Linked DNA regions of Canis lupus: region 1 is linked to region 2. Evidence: chromatin contacts called from public Hi-C data. All regions are on one chromosome and are shown on one strand. The core of a region is the stretch at or near the end of the contact, and the rest is flanking DNA. Distances in the headings are between cores, read along the strand shown.

Evidence for each region. Hi-C and Micro-C count contacts between places; a contact is called where the count stands out from the background.
Region 1: a contact with region 2 is called in a Hi-C map of blood, with 2.5 times the contacts expected there. The contact joins the promoter of OGDH here to the promoter of CCM2 in region 2. A contact is called at or near these places in 2 of 9 Hi-C or Micro-C datasets (both in blood).

Annotation. Positions count from the first base shown.
Region 1 is chr16:14,108,035-14,111,620 of UU_Cfam_GSD_1.0, forward strand. It overlaps OGDH (2-oxoglutarate dehydrogenase, mitochondrial), which reads right to left and starts at 1,872. Exons shown (of 24, transcript XM_038559555.1): 1 at 1,742-1,872.
Region 2 is chr16:13,907,017-13,911,009 of UU_Cfam_GSD_1.0, forward strand. CCM2 (cerebral cavernous malformations 2 protein) reads right to left here and starts at 2,301. Exons shown (of 10, transcript XM_038559531.1): 1 at 2,186-2,301. The coding sequence starts at 2,215.

The DNA.
Region 1 (3,586 bases), core at 622-3,121, 200 kb after region 2:
TGGGAGGAGGGGTAAAGAGGAGTACGAGTCTGGGGGAGTAGACAGTCCACACTGCTCTGTGGGTGGTGTGCTCAAGGGCGTCCTCCTATGACGTCTAGGAGAAAGAGAGGTAAGAAGGAGTACTGAGTCTGGAGGAGTAGACAGTCCATGGGCCTCTGTGGGTGGTGTGCTCAAGGGCGTCTTCCTAGGATGTCTAAGAGGAGGGAAAAGGAAGAGTACTGAGTCTAGAGGAGTAGACAGTCCACAGGGCGCTGTGGGTGTTGTACTCAAGGGCATCCCTCCAGGACCACTGGGAGAAGGAGGGGTAAGAAGAAGTACTGAGTCTGGAGAAGTAGACAGTTCAAGGGACTCTGGGTTTGGTGTGCTCAAAGGCATCCTCCCAGGACGTCTGGGAGAAGGAGGGCTAGGGAGGAGTACTGAGACTGGGTGGTGTCCAGGACCACAGAGAGAAGGATGGGTATTAAGTCTCTGGAGTCCTACAGATGGTGAGTTCAAGGGCATATACCCAAGATCACAGGGAAGAGGGAAAGGAATACTGGGTCTGGATGGGTGCGGAGTCCCCAGGGTGCTGCGGGTGGTGTGCTCAAGGGCATCTCCCCAGGGCTGCAGGGAGGAGTAAGACGTACTGAGTCTGGAGGAGTACTGAGTCCTTGGGGCACTGTGGGTGGTGTACTCAAGAATGTCCCCCTGGGACCACAGGATGAAGGAGGAGTACGGAGGAGTACTGAGTCCAGGAGTATTGAGTCCTTGGGGTCCTGTTGGTGGTGTGCTCAAGGGCGATCCCCCATGACCACAGGGAAGAGAGGAGGTACTGAGTCCTCGGGGTACTGAAGGTTGTATGCTCAAGGTCGTCCCCCCTGGATCACAGGGTGAAGGAGTGGTAAAGAGTAGTACTGAGTCCGGAGAGGTACTAAGTCCTTGGGGTGCTGCAGGTGGTGTGCTCAAGGTTGTCCCCCCAGGACCACAGGGTGAAGTAGTAGTAAAGAGTAGTACTGAGTCCGGAGAGGTACTAAGTCCTGGGGGTGCTGCCCTCAAGGTTATCCCCCCAGGACCACAGGGTGAAGGAGTAAAGAGTAGTCCTGAGTCCGAAGAGGTACTAAGTCCGTGGGGTGCTGCGGGTGGTGTGCTCAAGGGCGTCTCCCCAGGATCATAAGGAGAAAATGGGGTACGGGGGAGTTCTGAGTCCGGAGGAATACTGAGTCCTCGTGGTGCTGCCCTCGGTCTTCTCAAGGGCGTCTCCCGGGGCGCGCAGCCAGGGCGGCGGCGGGCGGAGCAGGCCCCACGGCCCGCGGCCCGCAGCCGCTCCATCAAGGGCGCGCCACCCTTCCGAGCCGGCAGAGGACGGCGCCGGGCGGCTCCCGTGTGACGCCTCCCCGACCTTGGGGGTCACCCTGGCCGCGGCGCCCGTTCCCTCACATCCGCCGCGAGGCCCGCCCCACGCCCCACACAGCCAATAGCGCGCCACTGCGCGCCCCCCGCGACGTCTGCGCGCGCCAGCGCCCGCCAATCTCCGCCCGTCAGACGGCCCTCGCCGTCCCATTGGCTGCCATGGTCGTCCATCAGGCCCCGTCCCGCCCACCTCCCGCCGTCAGCTCTGCTCCATCCGGCTTCACTCCCTGTCACCGCGGCGCCTGCGACAACGAGGCTGCGGCGCCCTCGCCCTCTGCCACACCCCCCGCCTCCTGCCCGAGGGCGCGGGGCCTCCCGCACCAGCCCAGGCCCAGCGGCAGCGCGCGCTTACCTGTCCCCGGCTCGGCTCCACCCGAATGAGGCGCCGACACCCCACTCCGGGGCACCAAACTCTTGATCCCGCCCCGGCGTGTGGCGTCAGCACGCAGTCCCGCCCCTGGAGAAGAAGGTCCGCCCCGGCCGTTCGGGCGTGGCCTGACGTCACAGAGCAGCGCCGGCGTGGTCGTGGCGTGGGCCCGGGGCCTGCAGTGGGCGGGCTGGGTCTCTGCGGCCCCGATGCCGGGTGGCCGCCGGGGGAGGAGTGGCGAGTGCGTGTGCGAGTGCGGTTTCCCTCCGGAGGTCGTTCCCGTGAGGAAGGAAGCGAGCTGTGCGCGGGCAGCTGGGCGACCGTGGGGTCGGGGTATTCCTGGGGATGGGGGGCCAGTGGGGACCGGTCCGAGCGGTAACCGCTCCCAGCACCCTTCGCTACTCCTGTCCCTGGGCCTCGTGCGGGTGCGGTGGTGCGGTTCCTGTCTCGGAGCTTGTTTCACTGAGCATGTGCTGAAGGTGGGTCCACGTTGGAGCAGGAGTCAGGATTCCCTTTTTTGTTTTCTTTTTTAAAGATTTTATTTATTAACCAGACAGAGAGGCAGAGACACAGGCAGCGGGAGACGCAGGCGCCATGCAGGAGCCCGACGCGGAACTCGAACCCAGGACCCCGAGGTCACGCCCTGGGCTGAAGGCAGACGTGCAATCGCTGAGTCCCCGGGCGACCTGATTGCCATTCGTTTCTACTAGCAGAGAGTAGCCCGTCCTGTGGCTCCTCTGCCGCTCCTGTGCCCATTCCCTGTTGGGGTCGTTTGCATGTTTGAGCTTTTGTGCATGGTGCTGCGGTGAGGTTGGCCCACAAGCACCCGTGGGGTGCGGGACGGGTGTCCACCCCTACTGTGTGTGTACCTGGGAGGGGAGCCCTAGCTGGGTTTTCCAGCGCCTGCCACGGCCGCATCACGTCCCCACCAGCAAGATGCGAGGGTCCCAACTTACTTACATTCTGGTTACTATTTATTTCCTTTCTTAAAAGATTTTATTTATTCATGAGAGACAGAGAGGCAGAGACACGGGCAGAGGGAGAAGCAAGCTCCATGCAGGGAGCCCAACGCGGGACTCGATCCCAGGTTTCCAGGATCACACCCCGGGCCAAAGGCGGCGCTAAACCGCGGAGCCAACCAGGGACCCTGGCTTTAGCTTTTTAAAAATACTGGGTGAGGGATCCCTGGGTGGCGCAGTGGTTTGGCGCCTGCCTTTGGCCCAGGGCGCGATCCTGGAGTCCCAGGATCGAATCCCACGTCGGGCTCCCGGTGCATGGAGCCTGCTTCTCCCTCTGCCTGTGTCTCTGCCTCTCTCTCTCTCTCTGTGTGTGACTATCATAAATAAATAAAAATTAAAAAAAAAAATTTAAAAAAATAAATAAATAAATAAAAATAAAAATAAAAATACTGGGTGAGGGCAGCCCTGGTGGCGCAGCGGTTTAGTGCCTCCTGCAGCCCGGGATGTGATCCTGGAGACCCGGGATCGAGTCCCACATCGGGTTCCCTGCATGGAGCCTGCTTCTCCCTCTGCCTGTGTCTCTGCCTCTCTCTCTCTCTCTGTCTCTTTGAATAAATCTTAAAAAAAAAAACAAAAAAAACTGGGCGATTATCTTTTTTTTTTTTTTTTTTTGATTGAAGTACAATTGCCTTAAGAGTGTAGCATTAATTTCAGGTGTATACCATGGTGACTTGATATTTTTATACATTAGGAAATGGAGCCCTGCAGGGGCGCCTGGGTGGCTCAGTTGCTTGAGCTTCTGCCTTCGGCGCAGGTCATGATCTCAGGGTCCCGGGAGGGAGCCCCAGGTCCTGGCCCAGATCCCTGCTCA
Region 2 (3,993 bases), core at 1,051-3,550:
ATAATGAGAACAACGTAAGCACCAAATTTCATGAGTGGAGGTGACCTCACTGCACGAGGAGCAGAGCAGGAAGGTTCTGGCCAGAAGCAGCAGGGAAAGTGTGCTAAGTCGTGGCCTGGATAGGAATTCACGTCCCAGAGCTGTCTGGCTGGCCTGCCTATGGGAACATGAGCTAGGGCAGGGGCAGACCACAGAGAAAACACAGAGCTCCTGGCTTAGGCAACTATGTAACCAGTGATTATCTTCTCCAACAGACACAATGAAATTCATCATCAAAAAAAAAAAAAAAAAAAAAAAAGAAATTCAGCATCAACCTTCTCCAGCCTGAATGTTAACACTGCTCCTAACTCTGAAATTGTTGAGTTGTTTTGTTTCTTATTTTTTTAAAGATTTTTATTTATTTTTTTTAAGATTTTATTTATTTATTCATAGAGACAGAGAGAGAGGCAGAGACACAGGTAGAGGGAGAAGCAGGCATCATACAGAGAGCCCGACGTGGGACTCGATCCAGGGTCTCCAGGATCACGCCCTGGGCTGCAGGCGGCGCTAAACCACTGAGCTATTTATTTATTCTTGAGAGACACAGAGAGAGACAGACACAGGCTAAGGGAAAAGCATGTTTCCTGCAGGGAGCCTGATGCAGGACTTGATCCTGGGACCCTGGGGTCACAACCTGAGCTAAAGCAGACAATTAACCACTGGGCCACCCAAGCATCCCTAAAATTCTTGATTTTTACTGGCTTCTCACTTCTATTTTAAAAGCTCAGGAATATCTCACGGATTCTTTGTCTCTCTCAACATTGTGGAATATTCTACTTTTCCTACCAAACCTTGTAGAAGGTTCTAGAAAGAAGTCAGTGTACCTATCCCCTGCTCCCCCATCACTGACAGTTTAGCATCCATTCTAAGGAGGTGAGCCTCTGTAGCCAGCACCTTCTGGCCCGAGTGTGGAAGATGCTTCCAGGCCAAGCCCCAAGATCTGCTTGGGACATGAGCACCACTGGCAGCCAGGAGTGCTGGGGTCAGGCCATCTCCGGTGGGGGCCCTGGTCCACCTGCCTGCTGTATAACAGGGGAAGATGCAATGTGGAGCCTTCTCCCAGCTGTGGCAGAAACATTAAGCTCAGCTCTCCCCCTTTGTGGTGGGCAGCACCCCCCTGCAGTCTAGCGCTGGCAGAATGAATCACTTGCTCGGGCTGTTTTCCAGACTTAGGAACTGCAACTGGTACCGTACTTGAATGAGACACACATTCACGACACAGCAAGGAGAGAGAGAGAGAGAGAGAGCGCGCCACACGATCCCCCAGGACCACCTGGCCACACCGGATTTCAAGCACAGCCTTCCAAAAATGGTGCATCATGTGAAACAAGGTGCGGAGTCAGAGGATGGGCACAGCTGCCTCCAGCCGGCTGTGCAGACTGGGGAGAGCAGAGGACCTCCCAAAGTCTGAAACTCGTGCACCCGAAGTGCACATTAACGAAATCCAGCAGATGAGAAATCCTCTACCTGAGAAAGGAGAAATTTCATTGAAATCTGGTTTTTTTCTTAATGGCCTCTCCGCTATTAGTCTCCTGAAAATGAGTTTATCAACTACTCCAGCCTACAGTTAAAGCCACATTTGTAAAAGGACACAAACTAAGGAGCCCCTTAAACTGTGTCCGAAATCCAAGCGCCAAATGGAGTGACCCTGCAAACGCTGAGCGAGCCGCGAGCAGCTGTCCCTAAGCACAGCTTCTCCCTTCTTCGGAATCAGGACGCAGAGGTCCCTTGGGCAGCGGAGACCCCGGCCCTGGAGAGCCCCCGGGGCCCGCCCGCGCGCGCGCCCCCTCCCCGGCCCGGCGGAGCCCGCGGGCAGGGCCATGTGCACAGCCCGGGTTTGGGGGACGCGCTGACCGGAAGGGGCGGAAAGGCGTGGCTCCTTCCTCCCCGCGGGGCGGGCCGGGCGGAGGACCACCTAGCCCCATTGTCCAGGGACTCGCCTCCCGGCGCATCCGCGGACACCGACCCCCGCCGCCCGGGCCCAGCGCGCGAGGTCCGCCGGGGGCCCCAGCCTGCCGGCCCCGCTGTCCCCCGACCTCCCCCCGACCGGCGGCGGCGGCGCCTCCCGGTCCAGCCTCGGCCCCCCCGCCCCGCCCTGGGGTCCAGCCCGGCCCGGCCCGGGGAGCACGCTGCCGCTGCCGCTCACCTTCTTGCCCTTCTTGCCCTCCTCCTCCATGTCGCCGCGAGCGGCTCCCGCGGCCCGGCCCGGCCCGCCCCGGGAGCCCCGCGCCGCCCGCGGCCGCTACATGCTCGCCCGGCCCCGCGGCCGCCGTCGCCGCCGCTCCTGCGCCTCCAGCCCGCGCGGCCGCAGTCTCCCGCCGCGGCCGCCAGGGGACGTCCGCGCCCCGCACCCCGCACCCCGCACTTCCGGGCCGAGGCGACGCCCCGCCCCCGGCCCCGCCCCCGCCCTCGGGGCCCCCGGGGACGCGCCCGCCTGGGCCCGCCCCCTCGGCCGCGGGAGCGCGCCTGTCGCGCCCCTACCCCGCCCCACCCCTTCAGGGAGGGCGGGAGAGCGCCAGCCCCGCCCCAGCCCGTCCTCTGCCCGTCCCCTGCCTCTCAGGGCTCCAGGAACCGCTTCAACTTTTCAATTCTGCCGCCATCTTTAGGGCAGCCACTTCCCGGCGTGCCTCGCGCTCGGGAAGGGCGCCCCCACCCCGCCGCCTCGGGCCGACGGGAAACAGGGGCGAGGCCACGATGAGGGGGAGGAGCTATTCAGTAGGTGAGGGGCGTGGCCTGTGGGGAGGGAGGGGCTCGCAGGAAGGTGAGGCTTGCGTGGCTGGTGGGGAGGGGCTGGGAGGCGGGGGGCCTGCGTGAAGGGGTGTGGCTAGCAGGGAGGGAAGGGCGGGGCCGGCAGCAAGGTGGGGGCGGGGCCTGTGGGGAAGGGGCCGGCGGGGCCGGCGGAGCCGGGGAGGGGAGGGGGCGGGGCTGGCCGGGGAGGGGGCGGGGCTTGGACTCTGGTGGGCGGGGCTGGTAGGAAGGGGCGGGGCGAAGCTACTTCCTTTCTCTTTCTCAATTCGCCGGGTACCTTCAGGGCCCCAGTGACGCCCCTTTAAGCCTTCCTGCGCTTCAGCACCCGTGTTGCTTAAGCCCTCAGGAAGGTGGGGTGCGGTAGGACGCAACTCCTGGCCCCCGTCGGGACAAAGCGCAACCGGCCACTAGCTACCAGGCTGTGTCAACGTCCGCCCCTCCGCAGGCTGGGGTCGGCCGCGTCCCGCCACGAGCTGCCAGTGAGCCCCTTGCAGCGCCCCTAGAGAGTGAACTGACACTTGTGTTAAGTGGTGACCTCTGCCAGCTGTCCGTGCATCCCTTCCAGCTCCGCTCGTGCTCCTTTCCTGCCCTGCGCGCTAGAGCCGGACCCTCTGAGCCTCCCCCGTCCCCGATGGACCCTGCACTGGAGCCAGGCCCTCTGCGCCTCCTCTGTCCCCGGATGGCCCAGCGCTGCAGAGCTGTGCAGCAGGAAGCACTGGGAGGCGGTGTGGGAGGCAAGGCCTCCAGGGAGCTCCTAGGCAGGCACCTGCAGCCTCTGCGGCCTCCCCGCCACAGGGGCAGCTTCTCACAGCTCCGGGGCCTTGGAGCACCTGCCTCCGAGGGAACTTAGCAACCCTCCGTGACCAGCTTTCCCTAGGCTCTACAAGGACTCCCAGCGAGTCCTGCGGGTGCTTCTCCAGCATGTGCGGAGCTGTCGCTAGGCTCTCAGCCCTGGGGGGAAGGGGTCTCTTCTCTGGGAGCTTCATCTCAGCCCTCAGAGTAGTAGCTGCATCTTGTATTTAGAATCCTCGTGTTCTTCAGACCTCTCCTTGCTTTAACCAGCCAACCCTTTGTTGCTCTGCTATACTTAACACTTGTTTGTATAGCAACCCCAGGCATATTCCAGGTCCTTTGGCACATAGAGCGGAGGTGGGTGAAAACATCTTTCACTCTACCTTTTTTTTTTTTTTAAGATTTTATTCATTT